Regions from separate parts of the Mus musculus genome. Here region 1 is linked to region 2. The links are chromatin contacts, called in public HiChIP or PLAC-seq maps. All regions are on one chromosome and are shown on one strand. The core of a region is the stretch at or near the end of the contact, and the rest is flanking DNA. Distances in the headings are between cores, read along the strand shown.

Evidence for each region. HiChIP or PLAC-seq counts read pairs in DNA pulled down with a chosen protein or histone mark.
Region 1: a contact with region 2 is called in an H3K27ac HiChIP or PLAC-seq map of heart atrium, with 9 read pairs. The contact joins two enhancer-like sites. A contact is called at or near these places in 1 of 15 datasets of contacts at CTCF or cohesin (embryonic stem cells), 18 of 484 Hi-C or Micro-C datasets (the AML12 cell line, B cells, Sertoli cells and 10 more), 7 of 115 datasets of contacts at active chromatin or transcription factors (embryonic fibroblasts, embryonic midbrain, embryonic stem cells and 3 more) and 4 of 9 other capture datasets (adipose tissue, embryonic stem cells, liver and 1 more).

Annotation. Positions count from the first base shown.
Region 1 is chr1:133,469,801-133,473,758 of GRCm38.p6, forward strand. No RefSeq gene overlaps it. Among named protein-coding and RNA genes, the nearest start is that of Sox13, 48 kb to the left of the region's middle. Within about 2 kb of position 1,976, at least 69 of the 459 cell types and tissues checked have an H3K27ac peak or open chromatin away from gene starts, as enhancers often do. A contact at or near this core is called in adipose tissue, extraembryonic ectoderm, heart atrium and 1 more, where this site is marked.
Region 2 is chr1:133,396,514-133,400,950 of GRCm38.p6, forward strand. The region is part of intron 1 of Sox13 (SRY (sex determining region Y)-box 13); the gene reads right to left. Among named protein-coding and RNA genes, the nearest start is that of Sox13, 25 kb to the right of the region's middle. Within about 2 kb of position 1,483, at least 95 of the 459 cell types and tissues checked have an H3K27ac peak or open chromatin away from gene starts, as enhancers often do. A contact at or near this core is called in adipose tissue, extraembryonic ectoderm, heart atrium and 1 more, where this site is marked.

The DNA of each region.
Region 1 (3,958 bases), core at 726-3,225, 74 kb after region 2:
TTCTAAACCTTGCAGCACACTCAGCCTAATGTTTCCAATAAGGACTAGTGAGTCCAACCCAAAATCCTTTACCAGACAGACAAACAGATGAGTACTCTGACACAGTCACACAGTGGAATACTATACAACACTAACAATGACTTTGCACTGCTACCCACAAGTTAAGTTGAGAGAAAGAAGCCAAAGACCCATCTACCTGTCTGAGAGCTGATCATTACCTTGTTTCTGTTTATTTTTTTAATTACATTGATATAAAGTTCAAAAACAGGAAGCAGGCATTAAACAGAGGGCAGTCCCATGAGGACCTCTCCCAGCTGCCTTACTTAGCGCTGGGCAGCACAATAAGTGCTCACGTTGACAGCCCTGTCACCAATACAGGGCCACATGGCTCCCTTCCATCTCCCCTCGGCCTTTGTCTCAGCTCCTCTTTGTCTTCTGTGGTGGCTTTTGGGACAGTGGCAGTCTTGTCCTTTCACGCCTTTGTCCCAACTCCATTTGGGGTCCCTCTCCACCCTCTTCTCCGGCCATTCACACAAGCCTTTTATCTTTCTTCATCCCCTCCTCCTTGGCTGACAGGCTGCTGTCCCACATGGCCTGGTCTCTTCTTGTCCGTGTGTCTCCACGTCTGATCCTTGGGATCTGCTGGCTTTCGTCTTTGTTTGTCCTGTGGGGCTTTCTCTCTGCCTCTGCCTGGTCCTGCCGCCACCCTCCTGGTCCTTCTCCCTCTTCTCAAAGTCCTCTGTGGGACACTCACTTTTATCTCCCTTTGATTTGCTTGCTCTTCTTTGTAGAGAGGAATGAAAGGCTCAGCTAATTGTAGCAGTGGGGCAGTGCTGTCTGGCAATCCTTCCAGAATCTTCCCCACCAGGGCTGAGCAGAGGGAAATGAGGGCAGTTCAGCTCCCACCTCCTGGCCTGCTCCATCTCTCTGTCCCCAAGGGCCCCCCTGCCCCACTTGTCTCAAGGGGAAAAACAGACATGGAGTCCCCCAGTCTCACCCCAGGGAGCCTCCCTTGACTCTCCATTCAGTCCCTCTCTGCACCAGCCAGCGTGTCAGGAGCTATGTGTACTGGGCCGCCCACACAGAGGTTCACTCGTCGACAGTATGATGTCACTTTCAATAGGACTGACTTCAGAATGGCCCCCAGAGGCCAGGAACCAGCTAGCTCCTTTTAGAAATGACACTCAAGCCAGAAACTGAAGGAGGCTTAGAAGAATTGTTTGGGGCGGGGGGGGGGGGAGGGAGGGGAGAAGAAGGCATTTTTATCAGAGCATCCAGTTCATTTCAAAAGAGCATGACATCAAAACTGGCTATGGTCAAGGCATAACGGGGGTGGATGGTGCAGCCTTACCAGGAGCTTGGAGTTTATACTGCGGGTGGAGGAGGGGTCACTGACGTGTTCTCCATGGGGAGTGATAGGTCACATTTGTGTTTGGGGTGGTGTGGAATGAACGAGCTGGTTGGGAGATGCGGTCACTTCCTGTTGCAGCTGTAATAATTTAGTGGCTTCAGACATCACAGCTGTTCTATCTACAGTTCCAGAGATTGGACACCCAAAGTCAGACTGAATAGACTGATGTTAAGGGACAGGCAGGCTGGCTGCTTCTGCAGGTCCATGCGAACAGTCTGGCCTTCATTTCCAGTAGCACCTGGATGTCTTTGGCGTTCCTTGGGCCATGTGGTCTTGTCTCCATCTTCAAATGCCCCCTTCCTGGTCACTGATTCCCTGTCACCTCCCTCCGTTTGATCCTTTGTGATTACACTGAGAGATCTAAGACAAGCTTCCTTAATTAGGCTACATATCCACAGTCCCCTTGGAACATAAGATAACATACACCAAGGCTCTGGGGTTAGGATGTGAACTTCCTCAGGGTATTCATTTTTTTTCTCCTGGAGACTGTTTCGGTATTTCAGGCACAGGCTGGTGCAAGCTTAACCCCGTGGTAGCAGTGGGGGTGTGGCCAGGAGGACAGTCTAGAAGCAGACTGGTCATAGATGGAATGTGTACATGAGGTGGAGAAGAGGAACAAGCTAGGATCACAATTGGGTTTCTGGCTCTAGCAACTAACAAACTGGGGTTGTCACTTAGAAGAGAGAGAACAGAAGAGAAAACCCAGATGTGAAGAGGAGAACTGGAAGGTGGTGGGGGATGTTTGTTCCCCACTCAGAGACACCCAGGGAGCACTGTTCAGAGTGCAGAGGGAGCACTGTTCAGAGTGCAGAGGGACATGTGTCAGGAGTCCTAAGGAACTGAGTCTAGAAGAGGGGTTGAGGAGCTTGGATGAGTTATCCAGGAGTCAGCAAACTATGCCTAGCAGACTGGTAGCCTGTTTTGCAAATAAAGTTTTATTGGCACACAGTCAAAATGTTCACTGACATATTATCCACGGGCCTTGTCCACAATGGCAGCTTAATAAAGTTTCTGTTAAGAGTCTGCCTGGGGGGGCTGGAGAGATGGCTCAGCGGTTAAGAGCACTAACTGCTCTTCCGAAGGTCCTGAGTTCAAATCCCAGCAACCACATGGTGGCTCACACAGCCATCCATAATGAGATCTGATGCCTTCTTCTGGAGTGTCTGAAGACAGCTACAGTGTACTTACATATAATAAGTAAATAAATCTAAAAAAAAAAAAAAAGAGTCTGCCTGGTCCATGAAGCCATAGCTCTTTCAGGAAACCTTTGTGTTTGGGCTGGACATGCAGCCAAGTGGTAGAAGGCAGGCTTGGAAAGCTCAAAGCTCTGAGTTCTATTCCCAGCAAAACACACACACACACACACACACACAGAGAGAGAGAGAGAGAGAGAGAGAGAGAGAGAGAGAGACAGACAGACACACACACACAGACACACACACACACACACACACACACAGAGACACAGAGACACACACACACAGAGGATGTTTGTACCCAAACTGGAAGATGGGTGTAAACTGGAAGATGGGTGTAAACTAGAAGATGGGTGTTCAGGATAGCTGGGAGTAAGCATGAGAATGAGGAGGGAAACCCCACAAACCAAACCTTCAAGGAACAGAGAGAGCAAAATGCCACAAGGAAGGATGCTCAGGGAGCAGTGAAGGCAGGACAATAAAGAGGCTGTCAAGTGTTGTCACACAAGGCAGTCAAAGTAAGTCGCCAGATGTTTCTCCCTTTAAAAATGGGTACATCCAGAGTCCCTAGGAATTGGAGTCTACAAGAGAGGTTGAGAGACTGGGATGACTTAGCCGGGGTCAGCAAACTATGCCCAGCACGGCATGGCATCCTTGGTGTTGTGGTGCACATCTTTAATCCCAGCATTCAGGAGGCAGAGGCAGGAAAATATCTGTGAGTTTAAGGCCAGCCAGAGATCTATAATGAGACTGTCACACAAAAAAGAAACCAATATGGGTGTGTGATTCTGTCCCCCTGACGTGTGGGCTACATACAGCACAGTGACTCATCTCTATTGAACAGCACAAAGTGGAAGTAACTCGTGAAGGTTTCTTCTCGGCTAGGGAGTTGTCACACCAAGAGGAAACTGGACAATTCTAGTGATGTCTACGGAGCTCAGCCTGCATCCAACAGACAGGGAAACCAGAATACATGTCATTGTGGAACTCAGTGTTTCTCAGAAACACCCAAGGCATCTGTTACATAGGCCACTAAAGTTTGCTATACTGTGTTACATGACAGGAGATAGCCAACAAACTAGGGCACACGCTTTAAAGATCTCAGAATCCTCCTTGAGTTTTTACCCATGGTTACCTTCTGTCTGTATCGTGTCGGATTGTTGCAGAGTTGAACTCTGTTTTTGCAGGACTCCTTGGCCAGGATGAAAGTGACTATGTATAAAACCCTCAAGTCATTTGCTCTTCCTTTAGGCATTATTGTGGGGGCAGGGGCATGAGCCTGTGAACCACCCCAAATAACTCACTTGTCTGCCCTCAAAGGACAGCAGCGCTGGCTACTGAACTAGGAACT
Region 2 (4,437 bases), core at 233-2,732:
ATCAAGCACTGGGATTCCAGCATTCCTGTGACTTCAGGTTGGGGCCGCTGTTGAGTATGACAAAGGAGTGTATGTAATTCAGGGGTAGAGTGTTTGCCTAGTATGTACAAAGTTTTAAACTCGGTCCCCAGCACTATACCTAACTGGGTGTGCCAAAACAAACCTAACAGCCAGGTGGTGGCACACACCTTTAATCCCAGCACTTGGGAGGCAGAGGCAGGCGGATCTCTGAGTTCAAGGCCAGCCTGGTCTACAGAGTGAGTTCCAGAACAGCCAAGGTTATACACGGAGACACAGTATCTCAAGAAACAACCACAAAAGCTGGAATTGGTGGTACACACCTGTGATCCTCAGGAGGTAGAGACAGGAAGGTCACAAGTTTGAGGTCATCCTTGGCTACATAACAGTTAAGGGGCAGCCTGGGCTCATGAGGCTGTTTTAAAAACTCCAAAACAAGATCAAGAAGCCTCCTAGGCAAAGGCGCTTGCTGCCCAACAGTGCAAGCCTGGCTGACTGAGCTCGAGCAACAAAAAATGTCGAAGGTAAGAACCACTCCAGAATTGTCACCTGACTGCCATACACGCCAAATACCTCCTCCCTGTCACACACACAACAAACACATTTAAAGCAAGACAACTGAAAAACCCATTATGAATTATTTACGTGTAGAATTTTCCATCTTATACTTTCAGATCACAGTGGAGCGAAAATAAAGGGACAAGTGCATCTGTCCATCACATCAACCCGGTACAGGGTATACTGTAGTCTATAGCTTACACCAACCCCTCTGGCACTGTGGACTCAATTATATAATGTTACAGTTCTGTATACAACAGAACACATACATAAGGTGTCTTAAGACCAGTTACAAGAATATTATAATTGACACGTATGTATTTGATTGCACCCTTCAGATCAGACCACAGCAGACTCCCCCACCCACTTTCTGAGCACCTGGTGCCTCAGCAACCCAGAAGAGAGAGAGCAGGGCGAGAGCGGGCTAGTGGACCCTCAGAGGTCCCCCATCTCACCTGGATGAAGAGAAAAAAAGAGACCCCAGCCCAGTTAGGCCCAGGGGTTCTGGGGGTGCCTGGAGAACCTGCAGAAAGCAGGCAGCTCAGCCCATCCGGCTGGGGAGGGGCTGGGAGCCAGGCCCCGCAGGGGGCAGGAGTGGGGGCGGGGTATTACCCCGGAGCTGAGGGCAACAATTACATAACAAACAAACCCGGGCTCAAGCTGTGAATTAATCAAACCGCTGAAAATAAAACCTTCCTCTCAGGAACTTCAGACAAAAGAAATGAAAACAACCAGGCTGGCTGGAAAATAAAAGGCAGTGGTGCTGAAAGCCGGGACAAAAGGAAACCAGACAATAGGGTGTTGGACAAAAGCAATAAAGCCAGAGGAAGTGTGACAGGCGCACAATGAAGGCCTGTGGGCTTCTGATCCCTCGGCTCTCAGCCACCTCTGTCCCACACCCACTGGCTGCCACCAGGTCGCCTCCTCTGGCCACACTTGGATCCCAAGGGCTTTTCTTCTTCATTAGGCCCAGCCTCTGGGCTTCCAACTCCTACCTCAGTGCAAGCAGTCACAGCCACCGCAGCCAGAGAGCACGGTCAGATGAACGCCGAGGCCAAGTGCTGCCCCACTGGACGTGGTGACCATCCATCCACCCCACTGAGGGGGAAACAGAAGAGTCCACTGCCTGTCCTGACTGCCCAGAACCAGCCCTACTGGCTACATTTAGCTACTGAGCCCCAGTAATGCAGCTAGTGCCGGTAGGAATGTGCCGTATCAAACACACCAAGGGTCCCAAAGCTAACGAGTTGTGGGTACAAACTGATGGGTTAGGTTAGATAGGACATCCTCTCTTTTTGTTCCTCTCTTACATCTTTTAAAGATCTGTTTTATTTTTAATTGTGTGTGTGTGTGTGTGTGTGTGTGTGTGTGTGTGTGTGTGTGCACTCATAAATGCATGCTGAAGGCAGAGGCATCAGATCCCCCTGGAGCTACAGCTGGAACTGTGAGTGGTTGTAAGCCACCTGGTCACTTGTCCTTGGCAAGAGCGGTAACCACTCTCAATCTCTGAGCCATTTTCCTAGCACTAGACAAAACATTGAGCTCACCTTTTTTTAAAATATCTTTCCCTGAGACAGGGCCTAACGGTGTAGAGCAAACTGACCTTCAGATCCACCTGCCTCAGCACCCAAGAGTCACCTAATTCGTTTTATCATTTTGTTTGTTTGGGGTTTCGATGGGGATTGTACCCAGGACCTCACCAGCCTAGTGTGTACTCTACCACTGAGCAGCACAGCCAATCTCATCTCTATCTATCTATCTATCTATCTATCTATCTATCTATCTATCTATCTATAGACACAGCAGCACGTACTTGAGTTCCAGCGTGTCCCTCAGGCCATCTTCTCCCGTGGATGCCCTTTTCCAGTTTTCCCATACGCACCCAATACCTTCAGGTCATACACAGGGTTATCTGATATCAGGAAATGGCATCTTGGGACTCCCTGCACTGCACAATGGGGATAAGAGAACCCAAGATGAAGAGGTAACCTATCAAATGTGCCTGTTTTACATTCTCAAGGTACCTTGAACTTGGTCTTCAAAGGACCAATCACAGCTGGTGATGCCTCAGAATGCCTGAGGATGTTTCTGGCTCTCCCCCATTGCCTGGGAACCTGACCCATGCACCTTACACTTATCACTGTAGCCCCAGGTCCTAGCACAGTGCCTGGAGCAAGGGAGACTGATGCTGCTCCCTGTACTTCCTCTGTGTGAAGGACACCAGCAGTAGCAGAGCGAGCTCATTCCTCCTTCTTTCTCCCCTGCTGGGACAAGCGCTTTCTTATAGACCTGATAGGAGCCTCCCTGAAGCCCCTTCTTCTCCAGGGGCTAAAGACCCTATCAATCTCCTTAATAACGCCTTCCTTGCAAAACGCATGCCATGCCTTCTCAGGGGATTTCCCTCTTTCCAGATTCCCCAAACCCAAAGCCCTCAGTGCACAGGAGACAACTATGGGATCCCCCAGTTCTACCCTATTCTGTAACCCCAAGTCCTAGCCAGGAGCCATCAATCAGATACCGCTCATCAGCACCCAGCTCAGTGGAAGTTCTCCTGTGTTATCTGTGGCCCTCCCTCCTGTCCAGCATCCCAGTTTTTAGATAAATGGAGATAGCGAGGCCTAGAGAAGTCAAGTGTGTGTGCTCCTTGGGATAGCCCTACTTCAGAACTACAGTCAGAGGCCTTCCACCAACAAGGAGGTTGAACAGTAAGCGCCTCCTCTACCTTCCTTCTCTCCTAGGAAGCCCACCTCGCAGGTCTCCCACTCCTTCCTCTTTAACTTTATCTCACTAAGCATCCTCAAAGGGTGCCATCCCTTCACAGGAGGGGGCTTCAGCCATCTTCTCCCTTGAGTTTCTGAACTGCTGCCTGGGACTTTGAATCCAGTGTCTGGATAAAGGGGTGGAGAAGCCCCTCCAAGGATGAGGAGGGGCAGAGTGCCACCTTTTTGCCCCCCCATTCTCCCCACAAGCCGGTTTCCCCACTCCAACTCCCACTCTCTGCCAACCCCCTTCTGCCCCAAACAAGCCACCAGCCACTTCCTTTTCTAATCACCCAGCCACAGACCCAGGTGAATGGGGATCAAAGAAAAGTCTTCACTCTCAGCCCTTCCTCCCTCCAGATGCACAGTTCCCGTTCCCTCCGCACAAGATGCAGAGAGAGGTTCAAGTTATCGTCGACTGACTGTGACTCAGACCCAGGGCACAGGAAGACATATGCAACAGGCAGGCAGACCCTCAGAGAGAGGGCCACTTGGGCACAGCAAACCTCCATGGCTGCCCTCCCCGCCCCCTGCTTGTCAAGAGTGGCTGGTGCCAAGGGCATCGTCAGGGAAAGAGATCCATGTAACATGGGTGGGGCAGGCCCTGGTCCCAAAGGGAATGTCACTTCCTCTGAAACCCCAGAGAGTTGAGAGCCTCGGGCTGCCCTGAACAATGGTCCCAAGGCGTGGGTGCCCAGAATGGTGCCCCGTGCCACATCCTGCCATTCTTCCCACAGGCCGCACCCTGCCACCCTTCCTGACTCCACCCGATCCTATCTCTGTGTTTACTCAGGGCTGGGAGCTGGGCAGGCTGCAGGCTGAGGGCAACCCTTTCCTGATGGTCCCCGTGCCCCTTGCAGCAGACCTATGGTGGATGAGGTCCAGCTGTGGCTGTTTTAAGTCTCTCAGCTGGCTATGAACAGACAATACTCCAGCCCCAGGACTGATGGATCCCACTGGCTGGCCAAGTGGTATCTATCCACATCGGCAGATGGAGGCTCAGTGAAACTCTAGCCCCTGCCCAGAGCCTGAGAAAGGTGGTGGCCACCCAGCAAGTGCCTCTAGCTCAGAACCCAACTCAGCACTGGGCTTTCTGAGGGAT